Linked DNA regions of Macaca mulatta: region 2 is linked to region 1. A link is a contact called in public Hi-C data. All regions are on one chromosome and are shown on one strand. The core of a region is the stretch at or near the end of the contact, and the rest is flanking DNA. Distances in the headings are between cores, read along the strand shown.

Region 1 (5,556 bases), core at 1,943-4,442:
TTAAGTATGTTGTTGAATGGGTTTCTCTTTGAGTGCTATAGGTTAGGGTTTTCGAAACTCTTCTGAGAAGACTCTTAAATTAATGGTTTTCAAATCTTTTTGCAGCTATGTGGCTGAGCAAAGACACCCACAAAATTTCCCACAGAAGTATAACAAAAATAAAACAGATAAATCCCTAATGATGCCCAAGTACACAATTCAGGATACCTTCCAACTTGTTACACATCTTTAAGGAATGACTTCTAAACTTTTACGTTTTCAAACAATCTATGCTCCCGACTCTTCTCCACAGAGCATCAATCACATGAATTAGGACTAAATTGACAGATATAATCGTCAGCATAAAAAACATTCTCTAATACAGTGATTAATGTAAATAAGATTTTTGGAATGTAATTTTAAAATTGTAAAATGAGTCTTCTGAAAGTTACTTCAACTACCTGCTAGAGTTTGGTTTAACTTCTCCAAATCTCAGGTTGAAATCTGATCCCCAATGTTGGAGGCGGGAATCTAACGGGAGGTGTTTGGGTCATGGGAGCAGATTCCTCATGAATGGTTTGGTGTCATCTTGGAGGGAATAAGTGAGTTCTACTATTAGTACCCAAGAGAACTGGCTAGTAAACAGCGCCTGGCACCTCCCCTTCTTTTTCCTTTGCTTCCTCTCACTATGGGATCTCTATACACTATTCCCCCACCATGAGTGGAAGCAAGCTGAGGCTTTCACCCGATGCCCAGTCTTACAGCCAGCAGAATCCTGAGGTAAATAAACATCTTTTTTCTTTGTAAATTACTCAGCCTCCCCGTATTCCTTTATAGCAACACAAATGGACTAAGATACTACCTAAGATGATAAACATAAGGATATATGGATAACAGAAAAATTAAAACTATCTATTTAGAATTGTTTCCAAAAGGATACTAAGTCTCCGAATGAAGAAATCCCTAAGCATAAAAGCTCCACGAATCTGTGGTACAATGTTTTTTTTAATTCTATAACACGACTTAAAATTATTTACTTCGCCCAGACACGCATTTGTTTCGAAGCTGAAATTAAATTACCCATTTTTTGAAAGTGCAGTTCAGGTTTTCCGTAAGCCAAACACTACTTGGTCCAAAATGTACAAATGTGGAAAAGGCTACCCCAGAGCTCTAAGAATCCCCCTCATTCCAGAAAAAAGGAATACCCATCAAGCAGAGAGTGACTTAAAGCTACATCTACAGATGGAATGGAACCACACATTGTCTTTTTTTTTTTTTTTTTTTGAGACGGAGTCTTGGCCCAGGATGGAGTGCAGTGGCGCCATCTCGGCTCACTGCAACCTTTGCCTCCCGGGTTCAAGCGATTCTCCTCCACCTTAGCCTCCCGAGTAGCTGGGATTACAGGCGCCCACCACCACGCCTGGCTAATTTTTTTGTATTTTTAATAGAGACAGTGTTTCACCATGTTGGCCAGGCTGGTCTCGAACTCCTGACCTCGTGATCCTCCCGCCTCCGCCTCCCAAAGTGCTGGGATTACAGGCGTGAGCCACCGCGCCCAGCCATGGAACCACACATTTTCATCACAGGCTTACTAAGGCTGAGCTAGTCTGTATCCCAAATTATCTTTGGTATTGTTCTCCCACCAAAGCAGAGCTGAAGATGCTCTTCAAATTACTGGCTCTTACTGACAAGCATTCTGAGTTAGCAGTTATTTCTGACACAGTTAATAGCCTACGTAAGTATTCCTGATTACAATAAGCAGTCAGGTCCTAAAATAATTATAAACATAACCACACTGCTTAGCAAAAAGAATGGATTGTGATATGCTTCCACTTTCGAGATTTTTTTTTGCATAAGACGCTGCTGCTATTGAAACATTCTGCCCCTCCTTATGTTTCATAGAAATCCTTGTTACGGGCATGATGAAACCTGACTTAAAATCTACATAAGAGTGAACGTGTTCATTCAAATTAAAAGCAGTATAGGAGAAGGTACTGGAATACGGGGAAAAGAGAAGCAAGTATGAGATAAATTTTTAATGAATGATTTCCAGAGGGCTCTCAATGCTTTTAATTTTGTGCTAAAGCAACAGAAATTCTTAAAAATCTCTGTAGAACTATGTCGCTGGGAACTTACGACTTTGGACCAGTAATGCTGTGCTTCCACCCTGCAACAGTGATGATGATGTGTGTAACAGAAATAAATACCGCCCTCGAAAAGCTTAAGGTTTCTGAGCAACTCAAAATCAAAGAAAACCCCCTCTACTAAATCAAGCAATCCTGAATATAAGGGTGGCTTGGAAGGCTGCCGGTTGAAATTCCAGCGGTCAAAGTATGATTTGGGGGGGAAACGCGGACATGCAATCAACAAAGTAATCAATCGAACTTGCATCAAAGTTCACCAGGAAACAACAATCTGGAAAAAGAAAAAAAAAAAAAAGTAATTTGATTTGAAGAGCACCCAACAAGTGCTGAGAAGTAGAGTTGGAAATTCACCCTAAGTAGGTTACATTTTGGCCACAGTTCTGTGGAAACCCTAAAAGAAAGCCAATCTATATTAACAAAAATTAGGAAAACTTCATTCACACTACGCCCGTATCACCGCGCCGTTGACATCCTCCCCGGGGATGCAGGGATACGGAGATGCGGGGATACGGGGATGTGGGGCCGCGGGCCAGCAGAGGTCGGTGAGAGCGCAGCGCGGAACCGCAGGGGCCCGCCTGGACCGCGGCCGCCCCACCCAGCCCGGGAGGAGTAGCGGTGCGCGCGGCCTGTGCCAAGACACCGCGGGCGCATCCACCGGGCGACCGCGCGCCCAGGCTCCTCCAGTACCCGCGGCCCCCAGACCGCGGATGGATGGCGCGCAGACCCTACGCCGCGCGGCCCGCACCAGCCGGACCGCAACCCAGGCGAGCAAACCACCCGCCGCCGTGGCGGCCCCGACCGCGAGCCCCGGGCGAAAAGAAGCTGCGCTGCCGCCTCGCCCTCCCTCCCACAGCCCCGGCTACTCACGTGCCAAATGGCGAAGAAGATGAGCGCGGCAGTGAGCAGCAGCGCCAGCATGTAGCAGAAGGCCGCGAACGTGAACGCCATGGTTAGGGAGGAGGAGCAGGGAGCAGCGCCGGTGCCAGCGGAGAAAGGCGGCGCAGGGCCCTCTGGGTAAAACCATTCACTTCCCCCGGCCACAGCCACGACCGCCGCCGATACCGCCTCGGCGCCAGCCCTCTCAGCGCGCCTGCGCACCAGCCCAGCCGCCCCGGCGCCCTCTGATGGCCGGAGTCTGCGTTGCACTGACATTGTCCGCACAGTTGATTATTTTTCCTTCCTCCTCGCGTTTATTTTTTCAACAAATTATTTATTGAATGAGTGCCTAGTTTGTTACAGGTACCGCGTTTCTCGCTTCACATACAAAGATGAATAAGATAGTACCTGCACTGAAAGAACTTAGTATAGTGCCGGAAATGAACACCTAAATAAATACTTTATTATAACTCTGTAAACGGATGTGTGTGGGATGTTCTGAAAGGTCGAAGAAGGACAGCCAGCCCGCCCGGGAGCATTTAGGCAGGATTCCTGCTGTAGGTGTTTCCTAAGTTGGCCTTAGATGAGGAGCAGAAGTTCTCCAGGCAAAACGAAGGTAGAACTGGCAGTCCAAGGAAACGGTGCAGAATGAGGAAACGCACAGAGATGGAAAAAAGAAAAGAAAACTAAAGCTTCGTGTCTCAGGTGAAACCAGCAGCAATTCTGTATTAATGGAACATAAGTGCAAGACAGTGGTGTGAATTAGAAATGAATCAGCAAGGGATCAGATCATAGAGGGCCTTATATGCTTCATTACGGAGCTCAGACTTCTTATCCCATAAGCCCAAATTTTTCCAATTTTTTTGCTCACCACACATAACCAGAAAGATTTTTTTCATTGCAACCCAGTGGAATATCATACAGACAGCAAGTTATGAAGAGATGGAAATGTAGATATAGAGGCAAAGAAATATAGATATAACCAAAACAAAAATTTCACAAAACTGTGCTAATGCTCCGTAAGTACTTTCCCTTCTACTCTCTTTTGCTACTTTTTTGTTTTTAATACTGGTTGTAACACACAAAATAGATTCAAAATTGATTAATTTTCCATTACAACCATTTTTAAAAGAAAAAAGAACTCTATTAACTGCTGCTGATGGAAGTGAAAATCATTGAAGGCTTTTGAGCAAAAGAAGACTATGTTTAGATTTGCATTAAAGATCGTTCACCTAGCATATTGCACAGAATAGTCTAGAAGTAGGGTCTGTCCAGTGTTGTGCGATAGAATTTTCTGTGATCGTGAAAATTTTCTATACCTACATTGCCCAATACAGTAGCCACTAGCCACATGTGGCCATCGTGCACTTGCAAATTGTCTAGCATGACTGAGGAACCGAACTTTAAATTTCACATCACTTTAAGTAAAATGTGACTAGTGTATTGGACAGTACAGGCCTGTACAACCAGGATTATGTGGCACCTATGTGCAAATTATCAAGTTACTTTTGGCCAGGCACAGTGGCTCATGCCTGTAATCCTACCACTTTGGGAGGCCAAGGCAGGGGGATTACTTGAGCTTAGGAGTTCGAGACCACCCTGGGCAATGTAATGAGAGCTCATCTCTATTTCTTTTTTAAAAAAATAAAATAAAATAAAATCCAATAAAATTTTTTGTAAAGTTACTTTCTCCAGATGGACAGAGGCCCACACCAGAGTGTAGGAATGCAGGCTATACTTCAGCCCCACCAACCTTCTTGGCCAGGCACCCATGTGCAATACACAAACTGCCCAACTGTGCACAATGACCCTGATTAGAGGAGTGTTAGATTGGAAACAGGGGCCCACAGCAATGGTCCAAGCATAAGTTGCTATGGATCTGAACTAGAGCAGTGGAAGCTGGGAAGTAAAGGGGTAAACATGTTTTATAGTAGTTGGGAGACAAGCTCAGCTGAACTTCATTAACTGGATGCCCTGGTGAAAGAGAGGAAGGAAGCAAATATGATTTGATTCAGTACTTTAGGCCACTGGGGCATGGCAGAACACAGCATTGGGCAATATTCATGCAGGAGAACTCACAATCTAATGAAAGGGAGATGCAGCTTCCTGGGCTCAGGGGAAAGAGAGTTTGCAAGGAACTACTCAAGCCAAAACATGAGATCCAACCCCCTTTTTCCAGATGAATCCCATCTACAACTTGGGAAATTATGTTTCATCACCAGATATGAAGAAATCCTACCTTTTGGCAACAAGCTTTCCTCCAGCTTCCCTTGAAATATATATTTTCCCTGTCTCGTGACTAGGCTATCACCTTACCTCATAGAATGAAACTATCTCCCAGGCACCCACCCTTAATTAGAAGGGGCTACCCCTATTTCACCTGAGGAGGAAGAGGAGACTTGTAAGAGGAATTTTGCCTGCCTCAACCCCTACTACTGCGGTTACATAAAACCCAGGTTCCCCCACCAACTTTCTTCAAGGGTAGCATTTTAGGTAGTTCAACAAAGGTTTATTGAGCACCTGTTCTATGCCAGGTGGAGTGCTGACTGATTCACAC
Region 2 (5,556 bases), core at 1,464-3,963, 53 kb after region 1:
ACAAAACCACTAGAAAAAAAACACTGGGCAATTGCTTCAGAACACTGGTCTGAGCAGATTTTTTTGAGTAAAACCTCAAAAGCACAGACAATTAAAGCAAAGCAGACAAATGAGATCATATCAAGCTAAAAAGCTTCTGAGAGGAAAGAAAACAAACAGAGTGAAGAGACAACCTACAGAATGGGAGAAAATATCTGCAAATTCTCCACTCAACAAGGGATTAATAACCAGAATATGTAAGGATCTCAAACAACTCAATAGCAAAAAATCCCCATTTAGTCCTAATAATAGTTAACATGTATCAAACCCTATGAGAGTAACACTGTTATATCCTTTACATAGATTTCCCTTTATGCTCAAAACAATCTCACCAAACAGATACTATTATTACTCCCATTTTGCAAGAAACTAAGGTTTACAGAGGTTAAGTATCTTTCCCCAATTACATAGCTAGTGGAGCCAGGATTCAACCCAGGCAGCCTATCTTAACTCACTCTCTTAACCACTACAAAGGAGGTGGTGACAGATTGGATACTGGGGCTGGGGGTGGGGTGTGAGTAAGCAAAAAAAAAAAAAAAAAAAAAAAAAAAAAAAAAAAAAAAAAAAAAAAAAAGGGTTACCAAGATAACTCCTAGGCTTCTGGCTTGTATAACAAATTGTCTTGTATAACACACAGAAGACCAGGTTTGAGGAGAAAGGGCATGAGTCCTACTTTGGACAAACTGAGGTGGCTTTGAAGCGCCCAAGTGGAGGAAAAGCTTCCCAGGGAATGGTAACTAAATCTTGAAATATTAATATATAGATCTGGGGCCGGGTGCGGTGGCTCACATCTGTAATCTCAACACTTTGGGAGGACAAGGCAGGTGGATCACTTGAGGTCAGGAGTTCCAGACCAGCTTGGCCAACATGGTGAAACCCCGTTTCTACTAAAAATACAAAATTAGGGCCGGGCGAGGTGGTTTACACCTGTAATCCCAGCACTTTGGGAGGCCGAGGTGGGCGGATCACGAGGTCAGGAGATCGAGACCATCCTGGCTAACAAGGTGAAACCCTGTCTCTACTAAAAATACAAAAACAAAATTAGCCGGGCGTGGTGGCGGGAGCCTGTAGTCCCAGTTACTTGGGAGCTGAGGCGGGAGAATGGCGTGAACCCAGGAGGAGTTTGCAGTGAACCGAGATCGCGCCACTATATTCTAGCATGGGCGACAGAGCGAGACTCCATCTCAAAAAAACAAACAAAAACAAAACAAAATTAGCTGGGCGTGGTGGCACATGCCTGTAATCCCAGCTACTTGGGAGGCTGAGATAGGACAATCGCTTGAACCCGGGAGGCGGAGGTTGCAACGGCCGAGATCGCGCCATTGCACTCCAGCCTGGGCAACAAGAGTGAAACTCTGTCTCAGAAAAACAAACAAACAAAAAAGTACATACAGATCTGGATTGGATCTCAGAAGCAAGGTCTTCTGAGCTGTAAATTCACAAGTCATCTGAATATAGGTGTTAACTGAAGCCATAGTTTAGGATAAAGAATACATAATGGAAAATGAAGGATTAGGATGAAACCAGGGACTCCTTCGAGCATTGTCCAGGGAAAGGAGAATGGTCTGCAAGGGAAATAGACGGACCAACAGGAGAAGTAGGAGGAGCTCTGTATCCCAGAAGCCAAGGGGGAAGAATGAAGGAAGGGAATGCTTCAAAAACAAGAGAGTGTAACACTCTGGAATGCAGCTGAAAGGTCAGAGAAGATGAAAACTGAAAAGAATCCATTCGATTCAGTGACCATGACAAGATCTATTCGATGAAAGTGGGTTCAGAATTGAGTGGATGGGCAGAGAGAGCAGTGTTTTGTTGTTTCTAATGAAATTTACGCATATTAAAAAACCTAATGGGATGCATCCAAAAGATCCTTGATGGCGATTTATTTAATTCTCCACTTTATTTTTATGCTTGGGGTCCATCCCATGTAAGAACAGAAGCCAGAGCCCCCAGAACCAACAAAACTAAAGCTTTTGACAATTACTTTAAGCCCAGTGCCAAAGCTTTGGGTCGAAAGGTTTCCAACTGCCACAAGAAAGCAAAGATAAGGAGAAATCCTCTGTAGGAGGCTAGGGAAAGGAGCAGACAGAAAGAAGCTAAGGTGAGGCCGAGAGAATTCAATCAGAATTCGAGTCCTCCCCCAAAACGCCGCCAGGTGGAAGATGCTCGAGGCCCACCAACCCCTGGAACCTGGCCACGGCCCTGGCAGGGAAAGCGGGATTTGGGGGAGCCCTCCGATGGGGCAGACTCCTTTCCCTCCAACCTACAGCTCAGAAGCTGAAGCCCTCCATCCCGAAGGGCCTTCGAGGGGCCTCCCCAACCCCCCTGCTCGCGGAAGCACCCTAGTCCCATGGCCCCCTGGGCGGGTCCACCCCGGGCCTGGCTGGAGGATGCTGCCCTGAGGCGCGGCGGCGGAAGCCAAGTACTCTGGCTGTGGGCAGTGGCCAGCCGCTGGGGCGGAAGCGGCTGCCGAGCCCTCCCGGGCGCTGCCCGCCGCCGCCGGCTCCGGAAACCCGGAAAGCCCAGCAGGTCGGCTCGCCCAGCCCTCCGGCCCCCGCCCTCCCAGCGGCAACTCACCATTTTCCTTCCGGCCGTCAGCAGCCTGTCGCCTTCACTCAGGCGCCTTTAAGAATGGCACGGCGGCCGCCTCCCTTCCTGCCCCGGCGCCTGGCCCAGTCGCCCCCACCTATCAACGCGGCCTCAGCGGGCCGGCACGTGACGACGGACGGCAGGAGGCGCGGCTCAAAATTAGCCAGAATGCGCGGCCGGGCGCGGTGGCTCAAGCCTGTAATCCCAGCACTTTGGGAGGCCGAGACGGGCGGATCACGAGGTCAGGAGATCGAGACCATCCTGGCGAACACGGTGAAACCCCGTCTCTACTAAAAAATACAAAAAACTAGCCGGGCGAGGCGGCGGGCGCCTGTAGTCCCAGCTACTCGGGAGGCTGAGGCAGGAGAATGGCATAAACCCGGGGGGCGGAGCTTGCTGTGAGCTGAGATCCGGCCACTGCACTCCAGCCCGGGCGACAGAGCCAGACTCCGTCTCAAAAAAAAAAAAAAAAAAAAAAAAAAAAAAATTAGCCAGAATGCGAGCGCCTGATTTTTTTTTTTTTTTTTTTTTTTTCTCCCTGCGCCCTCTACAGGAGGATGCTCTGCCTGGCTGCAAGTGAGAAACAAATCCAAGGTGCATACTTAAAAGTCATGGGCGGAGCTTGCAGTGAGCCGAGATCCGGCCACTGCACTCCAGCCTGGGTGACAGAGCAAGACTCCGTCTCAAAAAAAAAAAAAAAAAAAGTCATGCCAGTTCTCCGGACCTTAGTAACAGTCTTCAAGCTCTGAGAGCATGTTCCTGGTGACATCAATGTTTTCAATGGTAAATGTGTGTACTGACCGCAGCCTACCTTCCAAATTTGATCTCCCTCAAATCTAGGCACAACTCCTTTCCTCCCACCCTCTCCAGAACCCCACCTCTGACCATTGCTGCCTTCCAGGACTTAGTTAATATCTCTCTCTCTCCCTCTCCTTCCCTCTCCCACTCTCTCTCTTTCTCCCGCCATTCCTTCTCCCATTCTCTCTCTCTCTCCCTCCCCCTTTCTCTCTTTCTCTCACACACATTTCTTCTCTCTCTCTCTCTCTCTCTCTCTCTCTCTCTCTCTCTCGTCTTGTTCTGTTGCCCAGGCTGGAGTGTGGTGGCACAATTATAGCTCACAGCAGCCTCAAACTCCTGGACTCAAGCAATCCTCCTACCTCAGCCTCCTGAGTAGCTGGGACTACAGCCGTGTGCCACCACACACCCGGCTGTTTTTAAAATTTTTTTGTAGAGATAGAGTCTCCCTATATTGCCCAAGCTGATCTTGAACACCTGGCCACAAACAGTCTTCCTGCGCGCCTCCCAAAGCGCTGGGATCACAGGTGTCAGCCACCATGCCCAGCCTCTTTTCTCCGTACAAGTTATTTATTAAAGTATGAATGAATGATGATTGGTGCTTCAATGAACACTCTTATGGGCCACTGCCTAAGTAAACATCAAGAAGTCTCTGTACCAGAAGCAGACTTAGTGCAACAACCAGATTAGAGGCATGAGCCACCACACTGATGGGGTGGCCTGCCCCTCCACACCTGTGGGTATATCTCACCAGGTGGGACGAGAGACTGAGAAAAGAAATAAGACACAAAGTATAGAGAAAGAACACTGGGCCCAGGACACCGGCACTCAGCATACCAAGGACCTGCACCAGCACCGGTCTCTGAGTTTCCTCAGTATTTATGGATTACTATTTTCACTATATCAGCAAGAGGAATGCATCAGGAGAGCAGGGTGATAGTGGGGAGAAGGTCAGCAAGAAAACATGTGAGCAAAGGAATCTGTGTCACGAATAAGTTCAAGAGAAGGTACTATGCCTGGATGTGCACATAGGCCAGATTTATACTTCTCTCCACCCAAACATCTCAGTGGAGTAAAGAGTAACAAAGCAGCATTGCTGCCAATATGTCTCACATCCCGCCATAGGGCGGTTTTTCTCCTATCTCAGAATTGAACAAATGTACAATCGGGTTTTATACCAAGACATTCAGTTCCCAGGGGCAGGCAGAAGACAGTGGCCTTCCTCTATCTCAACTGCAAGAGGCTTTCCCCTTTCACTAATCCACCTCAGCACAGACCCTTTACTGGTGTCAGGCTTGGGGACGGTCAGGTCTTTCTCATCCCACGAGGCCATATTTCAGGCTATCACATGGGGGAAACCTTGGACAATAACCGGCTTTCCAGGGCAGAGGTCCCTGTGGCTTTTTGCAGTGCATTATGCCCCTGGTTTATTGAGACTAGAGAATGGCGATGACTTTTACCAAGCATACTGCTTGTAAACATTTTGTTAACAAGGCACATCCTGCACAGCCCTAGATCCCCTTAAACCTTGATTCCATACAACACATGTTTTTGTGAACTCAAATTTGGGGCAAAGTGGCTGGGGCAAAGTTACAAATTAACAGCATCTCAGCAAAGCAATTGTTCAAGGTACAGGTCAAAATGGAGTTTCTTATGTCTTCCCTTTCTACATAGACACAGTAACAGTCTAATCTCTCTTTCTTTCCCTACACACACCCAGCAGAAAATAGTATTTTAAAAATACTCAAAAACAACAGACAAGACTAGAGTCTACCGGCAGGTGTATTATAATATTTCTCTCTTCAGTCTCTCATTTTTATCAGAGACAAATCAAGGTAGGACCAATTTGTAAAATAAGTTTTAGTTTTATTATACTTGGCCTTATTATTTGTATAAAGTGCAGCAAGAATAATTATTTGCCATACAGGCTCTCTTTTAAATTGACTTTGTTGGAACTTTTTCCATGAGGAATCTCAGATGAGACTTTTTAAAGCCTTGAGCAGGCTGGGCTGCAAATACCTGTATAAACTGGGTGCATTCCTCTCCTCTGGACATCCTAAGATTACTTGGAGCTTCTGGGCCTGTTAGAAAGTGACATTATTGGATGGGTGCAGTGACTCACACTTGTAATCCCAG

Evidence for each region. A called contact is a pair of places that touch in the nucleus more often than the background predicts.
Region 2: a Hi-C map of cortical neurons shows a contact between it and region 1, with 3 times the contacts expected there. The contact joins the promoter of GMFB here to the promoter of CNIH1 in region 1. A contact is called at or near these places in 3 of 14 Hi-C or Micro-C datasets (CD4 T cells, cortical neurons and liver).

The regions. Positions count from the first base shown.
Region 1 is chr7:127,554,444-127,559,999 of T2T-MMU8v2.0, forward strand. CNIH1 (cornichon family AMPA receptor auxiliary protein 1) reads right to left here and starts at 3,193. Exons shown (of 5, transcript NM_001193769.1): 1 at 2,991-3,193. The coding sequence starts at 3,071.
Region 2 is chr7:127,608,298-127,613,853 of T2T-MMU8v2.0, forward strand. It overlaps GMFB (glia maturation factor beta), which reads right to left and starts at 2,714. Exons shown (of 7, transcript XM_015143719.3): 1 at 2,614-2,714. The coding sequence starts at 2,616.